2 separate regions of the Mus musculus genome follow, and region 2 is linked to region 1. A link is a contact called in public promoter capture Hi-C data. All regions are on one chromosome and are shown on one strand. The core of a region is the stretch at or near the end of the contact, and the rest is flanking DNA. Distances in the headings are between cores, read along the strand shown. Region 1 overlaps Add3 (adducin 3 (gamma)). Region 2 overlaps Mxi1 (MAX interactor 1, dimerization protein).

Region 1 (7,900 bases), core at 3,257-5,756:
TTAGCTGTCTTAGAATTGGAGGTTTTGTAGGTTATTTTTACATATAATGTTAACCTTTTCATTAGGTTGGTTTTTCTTAAATTAAAAAAAAAACTTCATATATGTGTTCTGTATCTGCATCAGTCCCCTCCCTCCAACTCATGTGTCCTGCCCCCCAACTCCTTTCTAAATTCGTGGCTTTTTTTCTTTATTTTATTACATGTATATGAATAAATATGTAAATACATCCTACCGAGTCCATTTAGTGTTTCTTATTAGGTTGTTTTCTACAATTACATTCCTTTTTAAAAATTTATTCATTTTATGTATATGAGTACACTGTCGCTCTCTTCATGCATACCAGAAGAGGACATTAGATCCCATTATAGATGGTTGTGAACCACCATGGAGTTGCTGGGAATTGAACTCAGGACCTCTGGGAGAGGAGTTAGTGCTCTTAACCACTGAGCCATCTCTCCATCCCTACCAGTTACATTCTTTTAGACATGTGAATGAGATATAAAGTATTTAGAATATTCTCTGACAGTGCATACTGGAAACAGTATAATGACTGTTAGCATACATAGTGTAAGTATTTGTCATCTCTCTGAGACAGAGGGTGGTGACATTGGCAGGGCTGGGCAGTGGCCTCTCACAGGTACTGGCTAAGCACAGGCTCCATGTGCCAGAGAGGGGCTGACTCCCTAGAAAACTTGTATGACGTCAGGCTTGCCTGATACAGCAGCCTTTAGAGTTATATAAATTAGATAGTTTTATTTAAATGAGATACTCTGAAGAGCCCTGGCTGCTCTTTCAAAGAACCCGGGTTTATTTTCCAGCACCCACATGGTAACTTACAACTGTCTGTAACTCCAGTTCAGGGGATCTGAACCTCCTTTTTTGGCTCCGGTTGAATCAGGCATGTATGTGTTACCCAGACATACATGTAGGCAAAACACCTACACAAATATAAAATAATAATAAGTTTAAATTTCTTTTTAAACATTTATGGAAATGTAGAATTTATGAGATAATTTTGCCTTATAGAGTACTTTTTTTTTGGTTTTGTACCCTTTAATTTTAATATTATTAATACTATTTACTTCGGGACTGAAAGATTCCTAACACTTAAAAAGACTTTAAATTTACAGTTGTGTTTGCATTGCATGTGAATGTATTTGGGTGCTATATGCCACGGTGCATGTGTGGAGCACAACTTGAAGTCTCTCTCCACCCTTTGGGCCCTGGGGAGTAGACTGAAATCTTTTGGTTGTTAAGCCCCTATTTTTGCTGGCCTTCCTCCCGTTATAACAAAAACAGTTTGATTTGTGTTTGATTCTTTTATTCCTACCGAAGGCTAAAAGTGTTGCAGGATATTTGCTCACACCACAAATGCTGAGATTGTGCTGTTTACTGGGGGAAAAAAAGTTTCTTGTTGTGGTATGGCTCAGCCCTTAGTATACACCTTTAATCTCTCTGGCTGGAATATAGACACACCCTTGGTACACACCTTTAATGCCAAACAATAAAGGTAAAGTCAGTTTGTAGAAGGAAGCACTCGTGGTTGAAAGCGATGTCTAAGTGAGGGGCAAACAAAGTGATGAATCAGAAGAAGATTTGTGAGATGCCCGACTCTCACAGGAGCAGAAAGGGAAGCTACTTAAGAGAGCAGTGCACAGAGGGCGGATGTCGGGCGGTCCTGGGAGAGTTACCAGAACTGGGCGGGCGGAAAGAACAAGTGCAACCCAGCGCTCAGAAAGAACTGGAAAGGGTGAGGTCGTTCAGCGGCAAGTCTCAGCATCTGAAAACTCTGGAGGGCTAGATGAGGTGGTAGAGTCCAGAAGCTTCCCGGACAGCCCAGGTTAGCAAACAGGCATTAAGCCTTGGGGACAATTGTATACGGGCAGATAAAAGTTACTATTACATAAAAAAGTAATTTTAATGAACAGAATTTTAAAAACTTGTTATGTCCTAATTTTATCATGGAAGTACCCTTATGTACTTCATGTGTGCTAACACATCCCATGGTGACTATTCGGTCATCCCTTTGAGTACACCAGATGTTGCACAGAGACTGCAGAAAGGGCGAGCTTCCTGGCCCTCCACAGAGCGTGCGCATGAGCCTCCGCAGCGAGGAAGAACAGTTGCTGTTGTCACTAGCAAGTGACTCACTCACACTCAGAACACTGTCCTGTATCAAGGGACCTCTCTCCTTTGGTGTGCTGAGATCAGGAGAATGGAGAGGATGTTTTAATTATGTGTTTCCTAAAATTGGGCACTGTGCTCTAGGACTCAGCATGGGTTTTCTGTGGCATAGCCAGAAGCTTAAAATACTGACACAAGTATTTAGTCCCAGCACTTGGAAGGCAGAGGCGAGTGGATCTATGCATTTGAGGCCAGCCTGGTCTACAGAGTGAGTTCCAGGACAACCAGGGCTACAGAGAGAAACCTTATCTTGAAAAACCAAAAAATAAAAATAGGTTAAAAATGAAGCTGCAATCTGTGTTCACCCCAAGGTTTTCGTTTTAATGGTGGCTGCAGCAGTGGAACTTTCGTTTTTAAGACTGTTATCTGCATTTTCATTAAAGTCTGGACACTGCTCTGATGAGTCCCACACAGTGATCACATGAAAGAGAACAAACTTGTTTCTGAGCCCTGTGAAGGCAGAGGCTCGTTCCCCAGGATGCCACCAACACAAAACTGTATTCCTGGCATTCAATAGAAAATATAAGTATACTCGCTAAAATGAAAAATTTAAATAGTTTTAAAAGAATCTAAACTGAAGCTAAAGTATTGATGAAATGTATGTGTGCATGTGTAGAAAATTTGAACCCATATAATCAATTTTAAAAGGTATAGATTTGGGCTGGAAAGACACATCATCTCAGAGCACACTGGCCTCCTGTTTCAGATGATCCGGACTCAGTTCTCAGCACCCACATGGCAGCTTACAACTGCTGTAGAGTCCTCTTCTAGCCTGCATGGGCAACAGGCACACACATGGTACACGGCCACACATGAAGGTAAAGCACCCAGACACTTAAATAAAATGTAAAAAAGATAGTGTTTCATGTTTTTAAAAAGCTGAAGGGAGTAGGAGGGAGATGAGAGTAGGAATTGTGTATGGTTAAAGGCATGTTATGTGCATGGATGAAATTATCTAGGACTTTAAAAATACATAGAAACCTTGCGTGACTATAATGTAGAATTACTGGTGTTGATCCCTTCAAGCGTGTTTGTGCTTGAGATGAAGTGGCCTCCCCCTGAGGCGACTGTTCAAGTCTGTGCTGTCTCCCCCTTCAGGAAACTTTATATACACTCTTTTTCTTTTTCTTTTTTTTTTTTTCTTTTTGTCATTTCCACCTTGCTATGAATTAGGAAGTTATCACTTTTCTATGAAAAGGAAATGTCCCAGCAGTTCTGGCACTTGCTGCGAAAGAGGATGATCTTGGAACAGCCTTTTCTTCCTGCCATGTATCCCATGCTGCTGCTCCTTCCCCGTGCTGCTGCTCCTTCCCCGTGCTGCTGCTCCTTCCCCGTGCTGCTGCTCCTTCTTGCCTTGTTGTCTGTGAGTCGGTGACTTCGTTTTTCGGGGCTAGCTGTTTGTGTATCAGATCCACACTGGTGCGTCCTGCAAGGACTCGTGCAGTAGTGGTCTGCTGCACTCTGAGGTAAAAAGGGAGTTGGGAAAGACACTGAAAGAAGAAAGAAGTATTTACAAGTATTTTTAAGGCATTTCCTTAAAAAATGTCCACAACTCTGTGTCTTCTAAGCCTGCCTGTTTGTGCACACGACTGTTTCCTGTGTGTGTGTGTGTGTGTGTGTGTGTGTGTGTGTGTGTGTGTGTGTGATCACACTCCTGCCCATGCACTTGGGGTCTTTATGCACGCAAGCAGATTGTTTCTAGTATTCTAAATTCCTTCTAAAGGGGCGCTGAGGAGTACTGGTCTATATCACTATCAGTTATCGCTGGCCTGGCGTGAGCACCTTTTGCACGTGTTGCTCTGGTGCCTAGAACACTGTGTCAGTGTTTCTTTGCTTGAGTGACTTTTCTTTGAATGTACTGTTGTGGGACATGTGAGTTACAAAGCATTTTAATTCCATTTTAACTCCATTGCCTGGGATCTGGCTCAAGTCTGTGAGTCACGTCAAGGTCTGTGAAGGGCAGAAGGAGAATTCAGATTTCTAAGTTAGACTGTTGCCACGGAAACAACTTGGAGAAGAGGCAGATTATGTAGTGTGTGTCCAAGTATGCATGGAGGAGCTAAAGCTACTTGGCCGTGCTTGCTACCGCCTGTTTGTTCTAATAGCACAGCAAACACACCAGACCCTTGGGGCTCTCTATGTGAGAACAAGGTAACTAGAGGCTACCTGTGGACTTCCTAAAGATTGTCATTTAGAGACTTGCTGATACTTCATCAAAGAGGCCCGTGTGGGCGGACTGCGAAGGCCCAGGTCAGAGGGTGAGTGTGCGGAAGTCGGAAGTGAGGTCAGTAGAGCCGGGGCTTGGGAACAGTTGTGTGTTCAGATGCTGCTTCCTGCCCAGTGAAGAGAAAGTCCTGGAACCTCGCTCGCTGTTGGCTAAAGAGAGGCCTGTACGCTTGACAGGTCGCAGCTGTGTCCTGTGCGTGGTGTGAAAATGTGTTTGCTTCCCTGGTCAGTTAGCTTTTTTGCTTTCCTAATACATTAAAGTTTATTCCAGTGCTTCATGGAGCAAGAGGCTGGATTTGTGCCCAGACAGATGTTAGTATGAACAACAGCTAAATGGTAGGTTGTAGGCACACACTGAATTACAAATGGGGTTTGTGTGTTGTTAAACTTGAATGTGTGTGCGTGTGCGTATTGGTTTTAGTTTTCTCTGTATAGTCCTGGCTGTCCTGGAACTGATATGTAAACCAAGCTGTCCTGGATCTCAGAAATCCACCTGCTTCTGCCTCCTGAGTGCTGAAGTTAAATATTCATTCCATGGCTGGCTTTAAAATTTAATTTATATGTCATATTTTAAAGCATATGTGTTTTTCCCGCATGTATATCTGAGCACCATATGGATGAAGTTCCAGTGGAGGCCAGAGAGGGCATCGGAATCTCTGGAACTGAGTTGTGGAGAGTTGTGAGCCTCCAAGCGATGCTGAGAACTTAATCTGGGTCCTCTATAAGAAAGAGCAGCCAGTGCTCTTCACTTCTGAACCATCTCTACTGAATTTTCTCTTTCTTTTTCAAGAAAATGTTTCTCTGTGTTGCCCTGTCTATCTTGGAACTTGCGCTGTACACCAGGTTAGCCTCAAATTCAGAGATCCACCTGCCTGCCTCTCTCTCTCTCTCTCTCTCTCTCTCTCTGTCTCTCTCTCTGTATATTTCTCTGTGTGTATCCCTCTGTCTCTGTCTCTCTGTATATCTCTCTGTGTATATCTTTCTTTCTCTCTGTCTCTCTCTCTTTCTCTCTCAAAATACAGGGTCTTACTATGTAACCATGGCTGTCCTGGAACTCACTATGTAGACTAGGCTACCTTTGAACTCAGAGATCTGCCTATCTCTGTCTCCTAAGTGCAGGGATTAAAGGCATGCGGCACCATTTCAGTCTTAGAATAAAATCTTAAAACTAAGTCTCAGAAGTACATGGATGCTTTAGGTTAGGCTACTACATACATGGACCTCCATGCCTAGATTATTTCTGTTTTTTTGTCATTTTTTTTGTTTTGCATGTGTGTGTATATGGATATTTTGCCTATATTGTATATCTGTATCACATTTGTGCCTGGTACCCAGAGAGGACAGAAGAGGGTCTTAGATTCCCTGGAACTGAAGTTACAAACAGTTGTGAGCTGCCATGTTTGTGCTGGGGAATGTACCCAGGTCCTCTAAAAGAGCAGCCAGTGGCCTTAACTGCTGAGCCATCATCTCTCCAGCCCTTTTATGTATTATTCTTAACATTGCGTATTTAGCAGTCTATTTGCTCTTGACCTCAGCTCTTCCTCACTGTGACTTTCTTCCCCATTCATCAGATTGTTTTGTTGAATATAGTTCTAAACTGACATTTAATTCTCACAGAAGTTGGAAGTTTTGTTATTCCTCTTTAGTCTTATTTTGAAGTCTGCTACAAGTGTGTCAGTCTCTTGTAGGTGAGATGTGCCTCTGAGCTTCTGATTTGTTCCCAGCCATGTTATCCTTGACTCTGGCTTCCCCTCATCCCCTCTGTTAGTTCTTTTGGAGTTACGCTCTCCGTTTCATAGCGTGTTTGATCTTGTGTTGTTTGCAGTTCTTGGAGAGGAGGACGGGTTTTGTTTTATGCATACTTGTGCTTTGTCGTTCTGAGTTCTGAAGTTGACAGGGTTCTAGCTATGGGAATTCTTAAGCCATCTATCTCTTTGTTATTAATTATCAATTTTCATTACTGAGGATGGCAGAAGGCTGCCCCTGATCGGGTTAGAACCAGTCTGTTTGAGCACAGCACTCTTCTCGAAAGGAGATTGCTTCCATTTTGCAGGCTATGTCAGATTGCCATGGGCAGTCTGAGACAAGATCCTTCTCTTGGCCTAGACTTTTGGACCCCCTGGTCTGTAAATTCCAGATAGAAAGCTAAAAAAGTCCTTGTGGAAGACAGAAGACCTGTTCCAGGGTCTTAGGAAAGCTCCGCCACTTTCCACTCGCTGTTCTCGGGAAGATAGGGGGCAGAAGGCTTATTCACTTCCTGTCTCAGCCATGCCCCATCCGCAGAGCGTCTGGACAGTATGCACTACCATGCCTGCCTCTGTTTCAATTGTTTGCCTGTTTGTTTTAACATTTCCTTTGTCCCTGTGCTAGTAGACACACGTTTGTGAAACTCGGTCTCATTTTGTAAATCAGGCCTCCCTGGGACTTGAGATGCTGCGGCCTCAGCTTGCCTGGGTCTCTGTCATTGCTGACTAGTGATGTGACTCTTCATGACTCCAGCTTCCTGCCGTCATCTTCTTCAACCCTAAATTATTAGTGAATTTTAAAAATTGTTTTTAGTTAACATAAAATAATTATCTAAAACACACATGAAGAAAGAAAGAATTTCTGCATTCCCTCCTCCATTTGTCAGTTAGAAGGATACAGCTCCCAGTTCCTGGCTGTGCCTGAGCCGTTATCCTTCTCTACGGTTTAGGCAGTTTATATTGGGATGCAATTAAATGTCTAGGATTTCTGGAAATGACTTTATAGTCAGACTTATTTTCAGAGCCTGGTTGTGTTCAGAGGTGGAGCACTTGCCTGGGTTCCGTTTCCAGCACTCCTCACCAAATCAAACCAAACCAAACAAAAAGCACTTCTGCCTGACTTGACACCGGAAGAGGTCACAGTCTGCTCTTCAGCGTTAGCGACACTTTTTTGTTTTTAGTCTGAGCAGAGTGTTAGTGCGAGAGCCGCTTCTGCGCTACGTTAAGCATGTTCGTCTGTGTGCACCAACTGCTTCTGCTTCTCAGGTTCAGGTTGACTTCTGTGTCACAGGAAAAGCAAACACTGTTGAATGCCTGGTACCTTTCTCCAGGTCTGTAGACGAATAGGAATCAGTGCTTCCAAGAATGACCAGGGCTGATTAATGTAGTAAGTTGTCCACAAGGAATGAAAAGCTTGAAGTTACCTCCTCACTGGGAACGACCCAAAGCGTCCCTGCTCCCTGACTCTCCTTCTGAGAGTGTAGCAAATGGAAGAACTCAAAGTTGAAGCGGGGGTGGGGTGGGGTGGGAGGGGTTGCTTCCCACAGAAGTCCTTTCTAAAGTTCGTCTTCTAGCCACACAACTGAAAAACAAAAAGTGTAGTAATAGTTGCTTTCCATTCACAGGTTGGTTGGTTGGGATGGTGTGTGTGTGTGTGTGTGTGTGTGTGTGTGTGTGTGTTCCTCTTGTCAGGCACATGGCCTTAGACATACTAAGTAGAACCCTTTCCATGGAACTTCAGGTTT
Region 2 (7,900 bases), core at 3,522-6,021, 160 kb after region 1:
ACTTAAAAAAAAAAAAAAAAAAGAAAGAAAGAAGCAACATAATTTATTATTTCAAACTATGATGAAGTTCACAACAGGAAAAACAGAATCCAGTGAGTCTATAACAGGGCGTGATGATTGGTCCCTGAGGGAGCGCTTCATGGTTCTGAGCCTATTATAACCTTTCACTCTTAGAAAGTTTTCACACAAGGCTGTGTTGTATGCTGACTTCGTTCCCTCTCCGTCCCTGCCCACCTTCCCTTTGTTCCCCTAGACGGGTTCACTTCTACTCACGCCGTATATAGTAATTTCATGTGTCTGTGTGTATATGTGCGTATCTGTATATACAGTGTATAGCAGCTACAGGATCAAGGGAAGCCACACTGGGGGTTCAGAAACTAGTCCAGTTAATGCGATGTCTGCAGCTGTGTCTGTTTTCCTGTAAGAATTCCATTTTTCTTTATGCCCCAAGAAATTCTATTGCTTAAGTGGTTTTTTTTTTCATGTTTGTCTTCAACATCTTAAGTTATTGGAGGATGCTCTGCTCTGCATATGCAGTAGTTTATTAAGCCAGTTGTCTTGATGACATTCAGATTAGCCTAAGGTCTCACGTGTCATTCCAGGCAGAGCTGAATTCTGCTGTACCTTTGTTATTTCATGTTTGTTACAAACATGAAGACTTAGACTTGTGTGACAGAGGGCACATTCAAGTGGGCACAGGCGGGTCTGTATTACCAGCACTGGGAAGGCTGAGGCAGGGGGATTGTGAATTTTAGGCCAGCTTTGGCTACATAGTTAGACCCTAGCTCAGAAAGAAAAGGGGTGGAGGGTGGGGCAGGCTCTGTCTTATAAAAAGAGCAATAATTATAATTTGCATGTAACATGATAGCTGTGCATTTATAAAGTCTGTAACGTGTATCTCTTACTTTGATTTCAGAAAATTGTCTGAAGTGGATTCTCTTCCTCTTCTTCCTTCCCTCCCCCTTCTCCTCTCCCTCTTTCCCTCTCCCTCCTCCCCCTTGTCATCCTCCTCTCCCTCCTTCCCCCTCCTCCTCCTTTTTCCTTCAAGAAATTAGACTTGTAGTTCAGGCATTCCTAGGTAGAACTAGAGGATGAGTTAAAGACCTAAGACTTGTTACTCTAGGGTAAGCAAAGACGTTTTGGTAATAATTTACCTGGAAATTAAAGGCTGAGCAGCCCAAACTTAGATTCTGTGTGGTGTGTCAGTGCTCCGCCTTTCTGTCAGACACCTGGATCACGTGGTCCAGGGCTGACGTCATGGTACTGCCCACCAGTGCTGTTTTAACCCTTTGTGGTTTATTTTCTTTTTCATTCGTGAAAACGCTGTCTTGTCCTTAGTGAGTCAAACTTTGATAAAGCTGCAGCTGGTCTCTCATTGTGAGCTCAGTTTAGGAACCAGTCTAGTGAATCTTTGCAGACCCTCTAAGGAAAGAAACTTACTGCATAGGGTCAGTGTGCAGTAAGTTTGCCTTGATATTAAGAAGAAAAGTGAATTTTCAGGTGTTTGGTTATGACTCCCCACCATTGTCCTGCCAACACATAGAATTAAGAGATCCTGCCTTAGTCCCTTCTATGTATAGGTCAGTGTGAAATGAGCGCAGATGTAAGGGAACTTTGTAATTTTAGAGTATTTATATTTCCAGTGTAGATACTCAGTAAACACTGAGTATTGTGGTGTACACACGCAAGCTCACAGAAATCAGATTTTGGTGAGCTGTTGACACTTTATTGAGAAGACTGGTGGGCTTGGTTAACTGCTTTATGTGAAAGAAGCAGGGCTGGTGAGATGGCTCAGTGGGTAAGAGCACCCAACTGCTCTTCCAAAGGTCCCGAGTTCAAATCCCAGCAACCACATGGTGGCTCACAACCATCCGTAACGAGATCTGACGCCCTCTTCTGGTGTGTCTGAAGACAGCTACAGTGTACTTACATATAATAAATAAAAAAAGAAATTTAGAAATGTTTAAAAATCTTTCTGATGTTTATTTTATTTTCAGCATGTGTACTCATTAGAAAGAGGTTTGTTGTTGTTGTTGTTGTTGTTTTCTTCCTTTTTTAAACTTTGAAATCTGAGGCAGAGACAAGAAGATTCTAGGGGCTTGCTGGCAAGCCATTCTGGCCAAATTCCAGTCAGTGATAGACCTTGTCTCAAATGGAAGTTGAGGAGTGATTGGGGAAGGTACCCTGTGTCAACCTCTGGCCCTCATGTGCACATATGCACACGCATACACAGACGGACAGACAGACGGACTACTCACAGTCTGAGACTCAGGTTACCAGAAGTAGCTGGGAACATTACTTACCTCATTTCCGTGGGGGAAAAAAAAAACAAAAACAAAAAGAAAAAGAAACTTGAGGGAGGGAGAATTTATTCTGGTTCACAGTTTGAGGTTCAGTTCATCACGGTGGGGAGACGTGGTCTGAGCAGTGAGTCACGTGTCTGCAGGTAGGAAGCAGAGAGATGAGTAGAGTGCTCAGCCTGCCTTCTGTTTGTGCTGGTGAAGACCCCACCCACGTATTGGGACCACAAACACTTAGGGTGGGCTGGCCTGACTCCATGATTTCTTCTAGGTGATAGACGTGCCTGGGGATTGACACGTGCTAGAACCAAGCCCAAGGTGGTTCTAGATTCTGTCACTTGACAATGAATAGAAACCACGCTGAGTGACGTGTTTTCTCTTTAATCTTTCAGCAAAACATTTACCTACTAAATACCAGTGTGTGGCTCCCATTGTGGCCACGCTCATAATCATAAGACCCGGGTGTTAGTGTAAGTGTAAGAAGACAGAGGCGCAGCAGTCCTTGAAGATGAAGGTGTCTTCCCTGCTCACTCACTCACGCTCACATATGAATGGTCCTGGCCCGTTATTCAAAGTCACCGCAAAAGCTGGAAGCAGTTGGCATGCCCACCAGCCAATCAGGCTAAGACAGGGATGATCATACGGCCGTGGCTGTAATCACTGTCTTGGTTGTGGGTTTTGATTTTATGGGAAAACGTACAAGAAAAGTTTTCAAAATTCAAAATTTATCATCTTTTATGTCTTTTACTGCCTTTTCCTCAAAATATTAGCTATATATTTGGTGGAAACATAGACAGAAAATAACCTTTAAAAAAGAAAGACCTGGGTGTGGTACATAAAGAAACAATAAAGAATAATAATATATAAGTATACTTGGAAGTTTTGCTCCAGTGATTCTCATAGTTTTCCTTGTCAACCCTTTTTGGATATAGACTTCAGAGAACCCCCCTCACCCCACTTATTTATATATATATGTGTGTGTGTGTACATAAATATATGTATATACTTATACACATATATATTATATACAATATTTTATATATTCTATTTCATACATATGTTATGGGTTACACATTAAACTTTATGTTTCAGGTTAGAAAATACTTCTCTAGCTTCATAGATTATGTTCACTTTGTTGTCTGAGAGCAGCATTCATTAGGTCCGTGAAGGGTTAGAAAGCAAATGGAAGAAAAACATAAGTAGTTGAAGATTGGCTTATTAGTTAACCAGGATATGTCTTCCCCAGTCTGGTAACAGGCTTCTGTTTTCCTTTCTTGGCAGTGACACTTCTGAGTCACATGTGACCATTTTATGCAGGTTTGACTCTCCTGTCTGTCCTTTAAATACACCCTAAACATACGAGGTCGAGTGACATTGTAGTCAGAAAACACAGGGGTCTATGTCAGAAAACGGTGCCCATTCAAGCATGGGGTACATAGAATGTCTCTCTTATTAAAGAGTTGTTACTGATAAAGATTACCCATGATTCAGTGCTCTTTGAAAGAGACGTTTTTCTGTCCTTGGAAGTCAGTTAAGCAGAGAAGAGGTGTGTGAAGGGGAAAGAGTTTTCCTCACTGATGTTTGCTCGCAGAGCTGCATTCTGTTACGGAGAGTGTGTTGGTGTGCAGTGGATTCATCTACTCATTTATTCTTAGCATCACTTGAACCACTGTATCTCTGTACACATCCGGGTGTCTTTCTCTGCCTCACACTGCTGGACCTTGCACCGTCTGCACAGTTGGCTAAATGACCAAATGGCTTTATCACTTGTCTTTGGGTTTCTCTTTTTCCTTGTTACGATTATTTCTCTCTTTCCGGGTGAATTTCTCGGGTTACTGAACACCCATCAAGTTGTCTTATGTAGTATATTTAACAGTGTTTAGAGTAGTATGTTTTCAGTTTTTGGGTTTTTGTTTTTATGTGATTATTGGAGTTGGAGAGACGGTTCAGAGTGCTGCAGAACTCCGGGGTTCGAGTTCCAGCAGCCAGGTGGCAGCAGGTGATGGCTTGCAGCTCTCCGTAATTTCAGTTCCTGGTGATCCAGTGTCCGTTTCCAGCCTCTGAAGACTCTGGGCACACAGGTGATATCCAGGCAGGCAAAACACCCATATACATAAAATTAAATAACAAAACAAAAAAACCAAAAACCTAGACCTGTAGTACAGCCTGTAGTTCTAGCATTCGGGAGGCTGATCAGGCCTTTCAGGTCAGGCTGGGCTACACAGTGAGGCCATGCCTCAAAACAATTAGGACCTCAGATTTCCTGACTGCGTGTGCCGGGTGCGTGTGCATTTCCCTCGCCTCAGGTTCTCACTCTAACCTAGCAAGGCATGATGATATTTGAGTTTTACAAATTAGGAAGCTGTGAACCAGGTTAAATAGTCTGTCCCAAAGCCACACAGCTGGTGTGAGTGAGAGGCAGTTAGTACTAAGCGCAGGCTTTTGCTCTATGACACTGTTGTCTGTGTGACTTCTGAGTGTCACCACGCCTTGCCGTTGCTTGGGACCTCACAGCTCTGCCTGCTTAACCTATCCCTTCTAGTTGGAATAACCTTCGGTCGGCTCCAGACCTTACTGAAACCAGCCATGCCTATCATTTAAGCCCCAAATCATAGCTACCTCTGCCCCAGATGTTCTCAGTAGCTCCAGGGAGAAGCAAACCCCGTGACCCTTGCGCTCCTGAGACAGTTGGATTTTCCCATACGAACTTATTTTACCTCTCGTCATAACGACTCCTATACGCGTGTGAGTTTGCCAGCCGGCCGGCCGCTCTCCCGTTCCTTGTTGTCTTAATTGAGTGTTGAACACCGAGAGCGTTCAGGGTGTGCTGACTTCATAGTCTACGGAAAAGCTAAGCAAAGTAGGAGTAAACACTGGAAGAGCGAGGACTGTGGGAATCAATAGTGTGTTTGCAAAAGGGCTGGGGCACGAGCGGTATTGGGGGGGGGGCATTGGTGTGTTTGCGACCGTTGTGTTTCTTGTTACTTGGGAATCTTGTTAAAACCTGTGGTGGCGTAACTAGATGTGTGTCATGCATCTCCTACGTCACTGAAAAGGTTCAGAGTCTTAGCCTTTTTTTTTTTCCTTAATAAGACAAATAATAAGAGTGTTCAGGAGAGGCAGGAGGGGACCTGCTGTTTTAATTTTGCTCACAGTGGTGGGCCCGATTATGCTCTTTTGGTCCTAGCTTTTATAATAGGTTCAGGATAATGTTGGAATTCCACCGCTGGTTATTGTTGAACGTCTTCTCCTTTGCATTTGTGGAGATCCGTGGGATTGCCAGATAGTTTAGAATAGGTTTATGATGAACTAGCATGTGTTTTTCTATAAACATGTCATGGCTGTGGATCAGGTACTGTGGACTTTCTTAGAGAGAGAGCATCTCTTACCTGCTGTCAGTTTTAGAGAAAGGCAACTAAACCCAAACTTGCTTGCCAGGAGGGCACAGGAAATCTCACTGTTAATTTTGAAGGATTTCTTTAATCCCTGGGGGCCGCTGAGATGGCGTTTGCTGTGTAAACCCGGCGGCGTGAGTTCAGCCCCCAGAACACACGTAAAGGTGGACAGAGAAACTCCTCCGCGGAGTAGCTCTCTTACCTCCATCTGCACCGTGGCGCGTGTGCGTAACGTGCGTGCTCACAGGGAGACACACGTGTGAATACTAAAGGTGAATAAGTGACTAAGTATGCCATTGTCCTCGCAGACTTCTCTGCTTGAGTGTCTCACACAAACGAAAGAAAACAATCCACACGTTTAATAAACAGACCGGTAGAAGCTTCATTGTCAGTTATTGCACTTTAAGCTCTGAGTTGCTAAGCTACAGATTGCATGTTTCTATAGTTTCTTCTGCCTGAATTGTGCATACATTTGCTGCTCATTTGGCTGAAGTCTTGAGACATCATAAGACTCTTTTTTCCTTTTTTTGAGGGAGAAGCGCTTAAGATAACTCTTTAAAAAGGAGTGTCTGTCTTTTTCATCCTGTGGAACTTTAGGAAATTGCCAGTAAGCAAGAGGCAGGCACACAGACAGACAGACAGACACTCAGCCCTCTGGCTGTTGAATTCAAGACAGTAGGTAAATTCCCACCAATTATGAGGCTCATAAAAATACGTACTTGTTAAGGGTTGTGAATCTCACATTAAATGTCCACGGGTTGGGGGATAAAATTACAGCAGTGGGTAACACAATATTCTGAACGCATTCGGCATTGACAGAGATGTGTAAAATGATATATGGGGGGTTGTAGTTCAGCTGGAGAGTGCTTGCTTAGCGTGCATGAGCTCGTGGGCTCAGTCCCCGGAGCACGTAAAGTCAGAGGCAGTGGTACACACCTGCTGTAGTCCCCGCACTTGAGAAGCAGAGGCAGAAGAGCCAAAAGCTTAAGGCCGTGCTCAGCTACACAGCGAGCCTGTGGGTTCCTGGGCTCTGTAAACGCATGGGCGTGCACGTGCTGCAAGATGACCAAAGTCTTAGTTCCAATATTAAAGACTTAAATTGTCCTTTATCATATTCATGTTTTAAAATTCTGGATTATTACTTAAGGGACTAATGTAACAATTCTGATACTTGGCCAAATAGCTCATTCATTGTATTTTGCTGTTTAGTATAAATTTGTTAGCCATTATGACAGTGATTTGCCGCAAGTATAACTTTACTCAAAGGAAGGAGGTTGTAGAAGTTGTGTTGTTAAATTCACTTGTGATACATTACTGACACAGCTGATATACCTTTCTGTAACCTTATTAACAAGTTTGGCTAATGCGTCTTCTCCTTCTTCTTCTTCTAGATCTACACACAATGAGTTGGAAAAGAACCGGTGAGTTCGTAATGAAGCGGCTTTCATTTGTTTCAAAGCAAACTTCCCATTCCGCATGAGAAATTAAAGTGAATATGTAGTTGTTACTTTATCTTTAAGATTATGGCTTATCATGATTGTGACACATTGTATTTTGTGGGGAAAAAAAAGATTTTAAGAAGTAAACATGTGTCTAGGCAGTGGTGGAACACACCTTTAATCTCAGCACTTGGGAGGCAGAGGCAGGTGGATTTCTGAGTTCGAGGCCAGCCTGGTCTACAGAGTGAGTTCCAGGACAGCCAGGGCTACACAGAGAAACCCTGCCTGGGGTGGGGGAGGGGGGGAGTAAACATGTTACTGAGCTCCTTCGAATTTGAGTTTATGGGATGGCTTTCTTTCTGTCTTTAAGAATGGGGTTGACTGTGATAGGCTCATGGCTTAAAAACATGGATTTACTAAAAGGTTAGGTTTTTAAATTAGGTGATAAATGTCAGAAACTTGAGTGCAGTGGATCTTTGCAGTTTGCCTATTTGTTTGTTCATTCATTCGTTTATTTATTTAGCAAATGCTTTTCAATTGTGAGCTGTAATGTCTCACTGCCAGATATACCGAGAGAGGTTTGCATAGAAATTATAAGAACGTTTAAGGTCACCTTTGTCCTTAAGGACCTTGAGCTTTCTGGGTGAGAAAGTATCAGGTACGGTAATGGAGAAGCAGAGGGTACTAACGGAAAGATGGTTTTGGAAGGCCGTAATTCTCTCTCCTGCAGAGGGTCTTGGAAGACTTGTAGACGGCAGTGAGCGAG

The links. Capture Hi-C pulls out chosen DNA fragments and counts their contacts.
Region 2: a contact with region 1 is called in a promoter capture Hi-C map of liver. The contact joins two enhancer-like sites. A contact is called at or near these places in 1 of 39 promoter capture datasets (embryonic stem cells), 3 of 115 datasets of contacts at active chromatin or transcription factors (bone marrow-derived macrophages, microglia and pancreatic cancer cells) and 3 of 9 other capture datasets (adipose tissue, liver and pancreatic islet).

What each region holds. Positions count from the first base shown.
Region 1 is chr19:53,177,100-53,184,999 of GRCm38.p6, forward strand. The region is part of intron 1 of Add3 (adducin 3 (gamma)); the gene reads left to right. Among named protein-coding and RNA genes, the nearest start is that of Gm52402, 28 kb to the right of the region's middle. Within about 2 kb of position 4,507, at least 79 of the 459 cell types and tissues checked have an H3K27ac peak or open chromatin away from gene starts, as enhancers often do. A contact at or near this core is called in liver and pancreatic islet, where this site is marked.
Region 2 is chr19:53,339,365-53,347,264 of GRCm38.p6, forward strand. Mxi1 (MAX interactor 1, dimerization protein) reads left to right here. Exons shown (of 6, transcript NM_001008542.3): 3 at 7,087-7,116. Among named protein-coding and RNA genes, the nearest start is that of Gm30541, 16 kb to the left of the region's middle. Within about 2 kb of position 4,772, at least 9 of the 459 cell types and tissues checked have an H3K27ac peak or open chromatin away from gene starts, as enhancers often do. A contact at or near this core is called in liver and pancreatic islet, where this site is marked.